2 separate regions of the Rattus norvegicus genome follow, and region 2 is linked to region 1. The links are chromatin contacts, called in public Hi-C maps. All regions are on one chromosome and are shown on one strand. Each heading gives the region's core, a stretch centred on a gene start, on an enhancer-like site or on the middle of the called end of the contact. The rest is flanking DNA. Distances are from core to core; before and after follow the strand shown. Region 1 overlaps Rnf112 (ring finger protein 112). Region 2 holds the start of Mfap4 (microfibril associated protein 4).

What was found. Hi-C and Micro-C count contacts between places; a contact is called where the count stands out from the background.
Region 2: a Hi-C map of psoas muscle shows a contact between it and region 1, with 1.8 times the contacts expected there. The contact joins the promoter of Mfap4 here to the enhancer-like site in region 1. A contact is called at or near these places in 2 of 12 Hi-C or Micro-C datasets (prefrontal cortex and psoas muscle) and 1 of 1 datasets of contacts at active chromatin or transcription factors (oligodendrocytes).

The regions. Positions count from the first base shown.
Region 1 is chr10:46,618,812-46,622,422 of GRCr8, reverse strand. It overlaps Rnf112 (ring finger protein 112), which reads left to right. Exons shown (of 14, transcript NM_138613.2): 12 at 39-92; 13 at 241-315; 14 at 404-1,821. The coding sequence ends at 874. Among named protein-coding and RNA genes, the nearest start is that of Rnf112, 5.5 kb to the left of the region's middle. Within about 2 kb of position 2,337, at least 24 of the 93 cell types and tissues checked have an H3K27ac peak or open chromatin away from gene starts, as enhancers often do.
Region 2 is chr10:46,664,474-46,668,427 of GRCr8, reverse strand. Mfap4 (microfibril associated protein 4) reads right to left here and starts at 1,775. Exons shown (of 6, transcript NM_001034124.2): 1 at 1,737-1,775; 2 at 1,429-1,513; 3 at 1,047-1,201; 4 at 386-482; 5 at 131-313. The coding sequence starts at 1,742.

The DNA of each region.
Region 1 (3,611 bases), core at 1,088-3,587:
GCGCCTACCCTCCCTGACTGACTGTGATGTCTCTGCAGAACCTCTCCGGCTGGATGGGGAAGAGTGGGCCCAGTTTCAGCTCTCCAGATGAGGTAATGAGCCCCTCCCCTTGGGAAGGATAGGGTCGGGGAGGGTGGCCTGAGGTAAGGGTCCGCATGCCCCGGGAGAGGAAATGGAGGATCGGGGATATCCCTGGTTGAGGAGGAAAGAGGCAGGCAGCCTGGGTTTCCCCGTGGACAGATGGCTGCTCAACTTCATGACCTGAGGAAAGTGGAAGCCGCCAAGAAGGAGTTTGAAGAGTATGTGAGACAGCAGGTGAGCCTCGGGGTGTGCAGGAGAGGGTGTGCAGGAGAGGATGCCTGAGGACCCAGTTGGACCCCCCTTTTCCTTACCGCTGCCCCAGGACATAGCCACCAAGCGCATCTTCTCTGCACTACGAGTACTGCCCGACACTATGAGGAACCTCCTCTCTACCCAGAAGGATGCTATCTTGGCCCGCCATGGTGTGGCCCTGTTGTGCAAGGAGAGAGAGCAGACCTTGGAGGCCCTGGAAGCCGAGCTGCAGGCAGAAGCCAAGGCCTTCATGGACTCCTACACAATGCGCTTCTGTGGCCACCTGGCCGCGGTAGGGGGCGCTGTAGGTGCTGGACTCATGGGCCTGGCAGGGGGTGTGGTGGGCGCCGGTATGGCGGCAGCAGCGTTGGCTGCAGAAGCTGGGATGGTGGCAGCCGGGGCAGCGGTGGGTGCCACTGGGGCTGCTGTAGTTGGGGGTGGTGTGGGTGCTGGGCTGGCCGCGACGGTGGGCTGCATGGAGAAAGAGGAAGATGAGAGAGTTCAAGGAGGAGACCGAGAGCCCCTACTCCAGGAAGAATAACAGCTAGGAGATGTCGAAGCGGGAAATATGTGGAAGGCAGGAGGAAGGGTGTGGACATGCCAGGGACTCAGACAAGACCACGTATATACTGGGCGAATGCCCCATGCCAAACATTGGCTGAGCTGGGGTTTTAAGGTCGGTCCCGAACCCTGAGGAGGCCTCTGGCCATGAGGCTGTGCTTGGAGTGCAGCAGATAGGGTGTAAGGCCTGTTTCTGACTATGGCTAATTGCTATTCACTGGAACCTAGGATCTCCCACCACATAAGGCTCCACCTCCCCTACCCGGCTCCAGTTTATTTCCCTGGTGGGTCTCAGCCTGGAAGTTTGGCCCTGGATCCCGAACCCCATCCGTTTTACAGTTGGGATAGGTCCCAGCATAACTCGCTTTGGAGCTGGGGGCCCCTAACAGGGAAGACAAAGGGATGGGAATGATAGAGCTATAACTCTAGAGTGGCCACTTGTTCCCAAAACTGTTCCGGAAGGCCAGACTTGGCTGGCCTCCCTGCTCTTCAGTTGGGTGTCCAGATGTGTGTCCTGAACCGCCCTGTACCCCAGCCTCCTGCAGTCCTCCTAAGCCTGTGCCCTGTGCCAAGCCCATTTGGATGGATCAACACAGATTACATGCCAAAGAACCACACCTCTGATTGCATTCTGTGCTAAAGCAGGCCCTGCCAGGCTCTGCCAAAGTGTGGTAAAGGGAAGTGCAGGACATGGGCTCCGTCTTAAATACATCCTTCCCCTTGAGCTGCGGGGCCTCTGTGCCACACTGTAAGACCCCTTGGATGCAGCCCTCTGAACGACAAACCCCCAGAGAGCTTGCGAACAGGGAGCCTCTTTCGGGGAATGGAGATTTCTAAAGAGACTTCTGGGCTATTAAACTATAAAGGATGTTGGGCATATGACCCTTTATTTTATATAAAAATAAAATGTGTGTGTGTGAATGGCAACTTCTCAGTACATTACTGAAATAAGACTTTGGCCTCCCAAGGAATTTGGGGTAGTGGGGAGGTGACAAGGGGTTCCATTACCGGGATGTGGGGACAGGGACATTGAAATTCGAAGTGATCTGAAGAGTACCTTGCTCTGTCTTGGCAGTAGGAGGCCTTGGCCAAGAGCCAAGTACACAGCCACTTTTGCAGGCTTGTCTGCTGGAGCTTTGGATCCTCTTGTCGGTCCCTGGAGAAGCTGATTCTGATGACCCTGTCAGTCAGTAGGGAGCTGACTTCTGTTCCAGCAGAAGACAGAAGGAGACATGAACAGGAAGACTTTGGTCAGATCCTGGAAAAGGGAGAAGCCGGGATCCATTGTGCAGGTCTAGGCAGTGGACACTGGAGTCTTCCTCCCGCCTCCAGAGTTACAGCATGCTCACTCTGTCTAAATTCTGCATTGCACAGAGGCAGACCCAAGACAGAGTCTCAAGTAAGACTGACCAGCTGCCCCAGGGAGATGCAGAGAATCTGGCACAGGCACTGCACAGTCAGACTCTGAAAAATGTGCTGTTGAGGGCTCTGCTGAAATCAAGATGTTCCTTTCTGGAGGCTGCTGCTTGCACGTCCAGCTCAGGGAAATTGTGAGGCGTGGTAGAGAATACGGCCTGGGACTGATGGACAGATACATAGGAACATCCCGGAGCTGGGGAGGAGGCTGGGTAGGGCAAGGGCAAATGAGGGAGACTCCTTTTGGAAACTAGGCCATGCATGGGGACAGGGTCTAGATGGTGTGTGGTGTTTGTGGAGCTAGGCTTTCTGGGCGTATCACAGATCCCTTCCACTGTCATCTGGAAGACACATGAGTTGCAAAGTCTCCCAGACATCGGGGCTGGCAAGCGTAGGACATAAGGCCCTTCGAGGACTCAGAGGGCGGTGCTGTGCAGCTTAGGATCCCCCTCCCACAAGAACTTGGAGGAAACTCCAAGGTCAGCTTTGTGCTCACTGAACAGATGGGAGAAATTGGCTCAGTTAGAGAGCCTTTTGCGGGGGCAGGGGAGGGGGAAGGATATTCCATGGTATTTGTCTTGGGCCTTGTATCTTTCAAAACCAGGTTCCCAAGTAGCTCCTCCTTAAGCCCGGAAGCCATCAGCAGTATACCTTTGTATAGAGGAGGACGTAGGAGCTCAGGGAAATGGTGTGTTTCTGTGTTGCCGATACTACCAGTGACAGACAAACTGGGACTTGAACTCAGGGTTTCTGATGTCAGAATCCCTTGCTGGGCAGAGCCGGGTCTCTCCAGACCCCCCCCCCCCCAGACAACCTTCTGACTCTAGGTGGGTTTTGAGTATGTGATTCCAGTTTTCATTCTCACAGTAAAATCCTCGAGGCCCTGCATGTTATCAAGAGAAGTTTCTTGAACTCGCAGTTCTGAAGGTCCAAGGACATGTGCTGCTATCAGTGTGGCTCTGTTAAAGACTTTGTGGTGCTTGGCATAGATGGGGAGGAGGGTGTATAAGAGGCAGCCCTCACGTGGCCAGGCAGGAAGCCAGAGAGAGGGTTTCATATGAACTACATTAACTCCTACTGAGGGTTGTATCCCTAGTGACCTGATCTAGGCCCCGTCTCTTAAAGGTCTGATGAGGGCCAAGTGTCCCATTTATGAGCTCCAAGATACCTTTAAACAATACCCCAAACTAGTCCTGGGCTTTCGACATTGGTTCTGTGATCTACCAGACATTAACGCAGGCCTCCAGGGTTCAGTGTCTGGGGGAGAGATTGCTGCCGTACCTTGCAGCTCCCAATTCTGA
Region 2 (3,954 bases), core at 526-3,025, 47 kb before region 1:
AGCTATGGCTCTTTCACACCCAGAAGGGTTGAAGGAGGAGCCTCAAGGAACCAATGGAGCAGGGCCAATCCTACATTATTGACCCACCCCCTACCCCTTCCATTGCCCCTGAAGAAGCTGAGAGGGGTACCTGCCCCGCCATCCTCGAAGCCAGCCACGTAGAGGGTATAGCCATCCTCCTCCGCACTGACCGCATTGGGGGAGATGGAGAAGTCAACATACTTAGCATAGGCTGTGTTGTTCTCAAAGTCTTCCAAGTCCACGCGCAACTCATACTTCTGCTTCAGTGTCAGGAGGTGCAGGTTCTGCAGCCCTAGGTAGGGGTGGCAGCTGGTCAGCCAAGAGTTGGCTAAGGGGCAGCCCCCACCCCATGACCCCACCTTACCCAGCCAGTACTCCCCGTCAGCACGGCCGAAGCCCAGCTTGTAGTCGTTCCAACCCCGGAAGAAACTCACTGAGCCGTTGAATCTTTTCTGGAAAACCTGGAAACAAGTGACAAGGGGCTGGATGACGGGGGTCACCCTCAGGTGGCTCTGAGCTAGTTTATAAGGGACTTTAGTGGGTATTAGGGAGCTGCCAAAACAGAACACACACTGCCCCCAGGCATCTCATTGAACATCTGCTGCTAAAAATGGGGTACCTACCAGGCCTTTTGTCCACTGAGAGACAGGAAGGGGAAAAGATTAAGGGGGAGTCAAGGCCTGTAGAAATAGCTTAGTGGCAAAGCACCCACCTAGCCTAGAGGCCCTGGATTCCGTCCCAGCACCACGTGATAAAAACAGCAGGAGGATCTAGAATACTTGGCTGCAAGTTCTGGTACTGTGTGGCCCAAGGCTAACAATGCTACTTATCTGGGCTCGAAGTTCCTCATTTAGAAAAGGCACCTACCTACCACTAAGGACAGCAGGCACCTTCTCGGGCACACAAGTGTTAGCAGCCCTGGAGCCAGTCCCCATAAAGATGAGAAGCCCACTTCACAGAGATGACACCCAGAATCGTGCATCTGCCTGAACCCCATCTGGCCTGAGGCCCCTTTACCTACTCACCGTCCACTTGCCACCCTCGGTTGTCATGTCACAGAAGACAGGGACCGGCACACTGGGGCCATAGGGGTAGATGAGGTACACCCCATCTTCCTGATAGCCCTGCATGTAGATATCATCACAGTCCAGGGGTTGCTGAAGGCAGGACTTCTCCAGAGCTGCAAGTGGCAGTGTGGGGACCGTGAGGAGAAAGACTAAGGCATACAGACACCTCCATATCCCACTTTTGCTCAGGGCCTAGGCGACCCTGTCATGAGAAGTTTGGAGATTTCTCTAGGGTGAAACCCGCCACTTTGTAGAGGAGGAACAGTCCCGCAGAGCCTGACTTAGAATGGCCTCATCCAGCCTGCTGACCAGGCCATGTCTGTGAATGGGGGCCGCTTACCATCTCCCCGGATCCCGGAGGCTTGTGGGGCGCAGGGAGGAGGCGTGGAGAGCAGCAGCAGCAGCAGTGGCAGGCCTGAGAGGGTCTGGTGATGAGAAATGGGATGAGTGTAGACTCCAACACGGGCCAGACACCTCCCAGGGCTCTCCCGGCCTGAAAGCTGCCCTCTGCCCCCCCCCCCTCTATTTTCCGAGGAAGGCCCAATATCCCCAGAACTTAAGTTTCAAGAGAACCCCATGATGCTTCTCTGTTCCCTATCTGGCTAGTGGCCTGTCTCCACAAATAGTCTTGATCCTCCAGGCCAGTACCTTCATGCTGTTAGCTCAGTTGAGAGAGGCTGGCTGTCTGGGGCCCCAGACTGCAGCCGCCCACAGTTATGTGTTGGGTCTGAGCCCACAGACCCAGCTCCGCCCCTGGAACTGCAAAATGCCCCCCACCCCCACCCCAACAACCAGCCCCCAGCATCAGCTTACATTGTCAGGGGCCAGAGGACCACCTGGGCCTCATTAGGCCTGTCAGGGAAGCACTGAGGACCAGACATTAACTCCTTACCGACTGCAACTGCTCCCTGAACCCCACTCTGCCTTCTGGGCCCTTTGGCAACCCCAGCTGGCCTCTGCCCACCCCCCTGCTTCCTGACAGGCCCTCTGCAGATGTCTGCGTGTCCCCCACTCCCAACTAGTCTGTTCCATCAGCTATTTGGGGATGGGAGGGATAGAGGCGTCCCTGGAACTGAGATAGGGGTCTCCACTTGGGAATGGGAAGGCTAGGGGAGGCAGCCCCAAAGCTCCTGATGTGGGAGCTGCCTGGCCTGGTAGGAGACAGAGCCAGCAGGGGCCCGATGTCTCCTGGCAAGCTTGGGACATTTCTGAGCCATGAGCACAAAGCTGCAGGCGGCCAGCAGTTCTGTCTGCCTCAACTGGAGCCAGGGTCCTCTCCCAACTCCTTCCTGGCCCCCTCCCCTGCCGGGTGTCCATGCCCCCACCCTTTCTCCTCCTACAGTTCCCTGGCCCATCTGGGGTGCTTTTGTTTCTCCTCACTCTGCCCCTCCTCCCTTCCAAGCCCATCTGCTCTCCCGGCTGAGTCTCTCAAGCCCTTTCTCCTCGGTCCAGACTGAGCCCACTGCGGCTTTCTTTGTCTGCCTCAAGCCTGGTTTCTGCGTTCCTCCTGCCTTCCTTGCCTCCCAGCCTCGTCTGCTTTTGTTCTCTGCTCCTTCCAACCTCTGTGTGCAGGAGGAGTGTCCTAGTGCCTGGTCTGTGTGCAGGGAGAGTGTCCTAGGTGCCTGGTCTGTGTGCTGGAAGAGTGTCCTAGGTGCCTGGTCTGTGTGCAGGAGGAGTGTCCTAGGTGCCTGGTCTGTGTGCAGGGAGAGTGTCCTAGGTGCCTGGTCTGTGTGCTGGAAGAGTGTCCTAGGTGCCTGGTCTGTGTGCAGGAGGAGTGTCCTAGGTGCCTGGTCTGTGTGCAGGAGGAGTGTCCTAGGTGCCTGGTCTGTGTGCAGGGAGAGTGTCCTAGGTGCCTGGTCTGTGTCCCCCTGTTTAAGCCTCCGGTGACTCTCCATTCTCTCAACACTGACGCCAACATTTTCCCCAGGGACTGGAAAGGAGTTACCAGTCTGGCTCAGCCTCCCTTCAAGAGCGTGGTCCTTACTGCCTGACTCCTACACTTTGTCTAGATACCCAGACTTCTGGCCAGCAGGTCCCTGGGCCTTTGCCTGGTCTGTTCCTCATGGTGCCCACTGGCCTTTCCTTTTGTCTAGGATGCTAGTGGGCAGTGCTCACTGCCTCCCGCTTCTGCACCCTCAGTACCTGTCATAAAGCTTACATATTCATCAAGGACAGCTATGTGCTATCCAATATGTTTGCTGCTGGGGATGCGGAATCAGCTTCTGGAGTGACCAACGTGTTTTGGATAATGAACCACAATGCCCTGAAGGGACAGAGATGTGACAGGTGAACATGCGAGATATCCAGAGCAAAGAGAGAGCTTAGATCCTGTCTCTAACCCTGGAAAAGAGAAAAGACCCAGGAAGAGCCCCCACGGGGCCTCCTTGGCATGGAGTACGGTTGCTCTTGGTAGTTGTGTTGAGTCTTGGGGGTTCCAGAGTTAGCAGCCAGTGTTGAAACACACGTCCCACTGTCTTGGAATAACTTGGGCAGATTCCTCCGTGCCTCAGTTTCTTCCGCTGTGCAATGAGGATGCTACTCCTTGGAGGTGCGGTAAGGGCTCAGTACCACATAACGCGGACCAGGAACAGTGCCCACACCTACTTGTCCAAAGGAGACATCTTAACCTAATTAAACTCAATGCGAATTGATTTGAGCAGTTTTAAACAAAACAGGACAAAGCAAGAGCGATTTGTGGGTTGGGCAGTCCAAGGCGAACTCAGACAACTCCCAGTGATAATAGGATCTGACAACACTTAGAGGAAACGTGTGTGCAGAGACCGCTTAATTGGTTACAGCTTAGTTGGGTAATTGGTTTCAGAGCCACCTGCAGTTAGCCGAAGTCAGAGCCGGTGCAGGAGCTGCG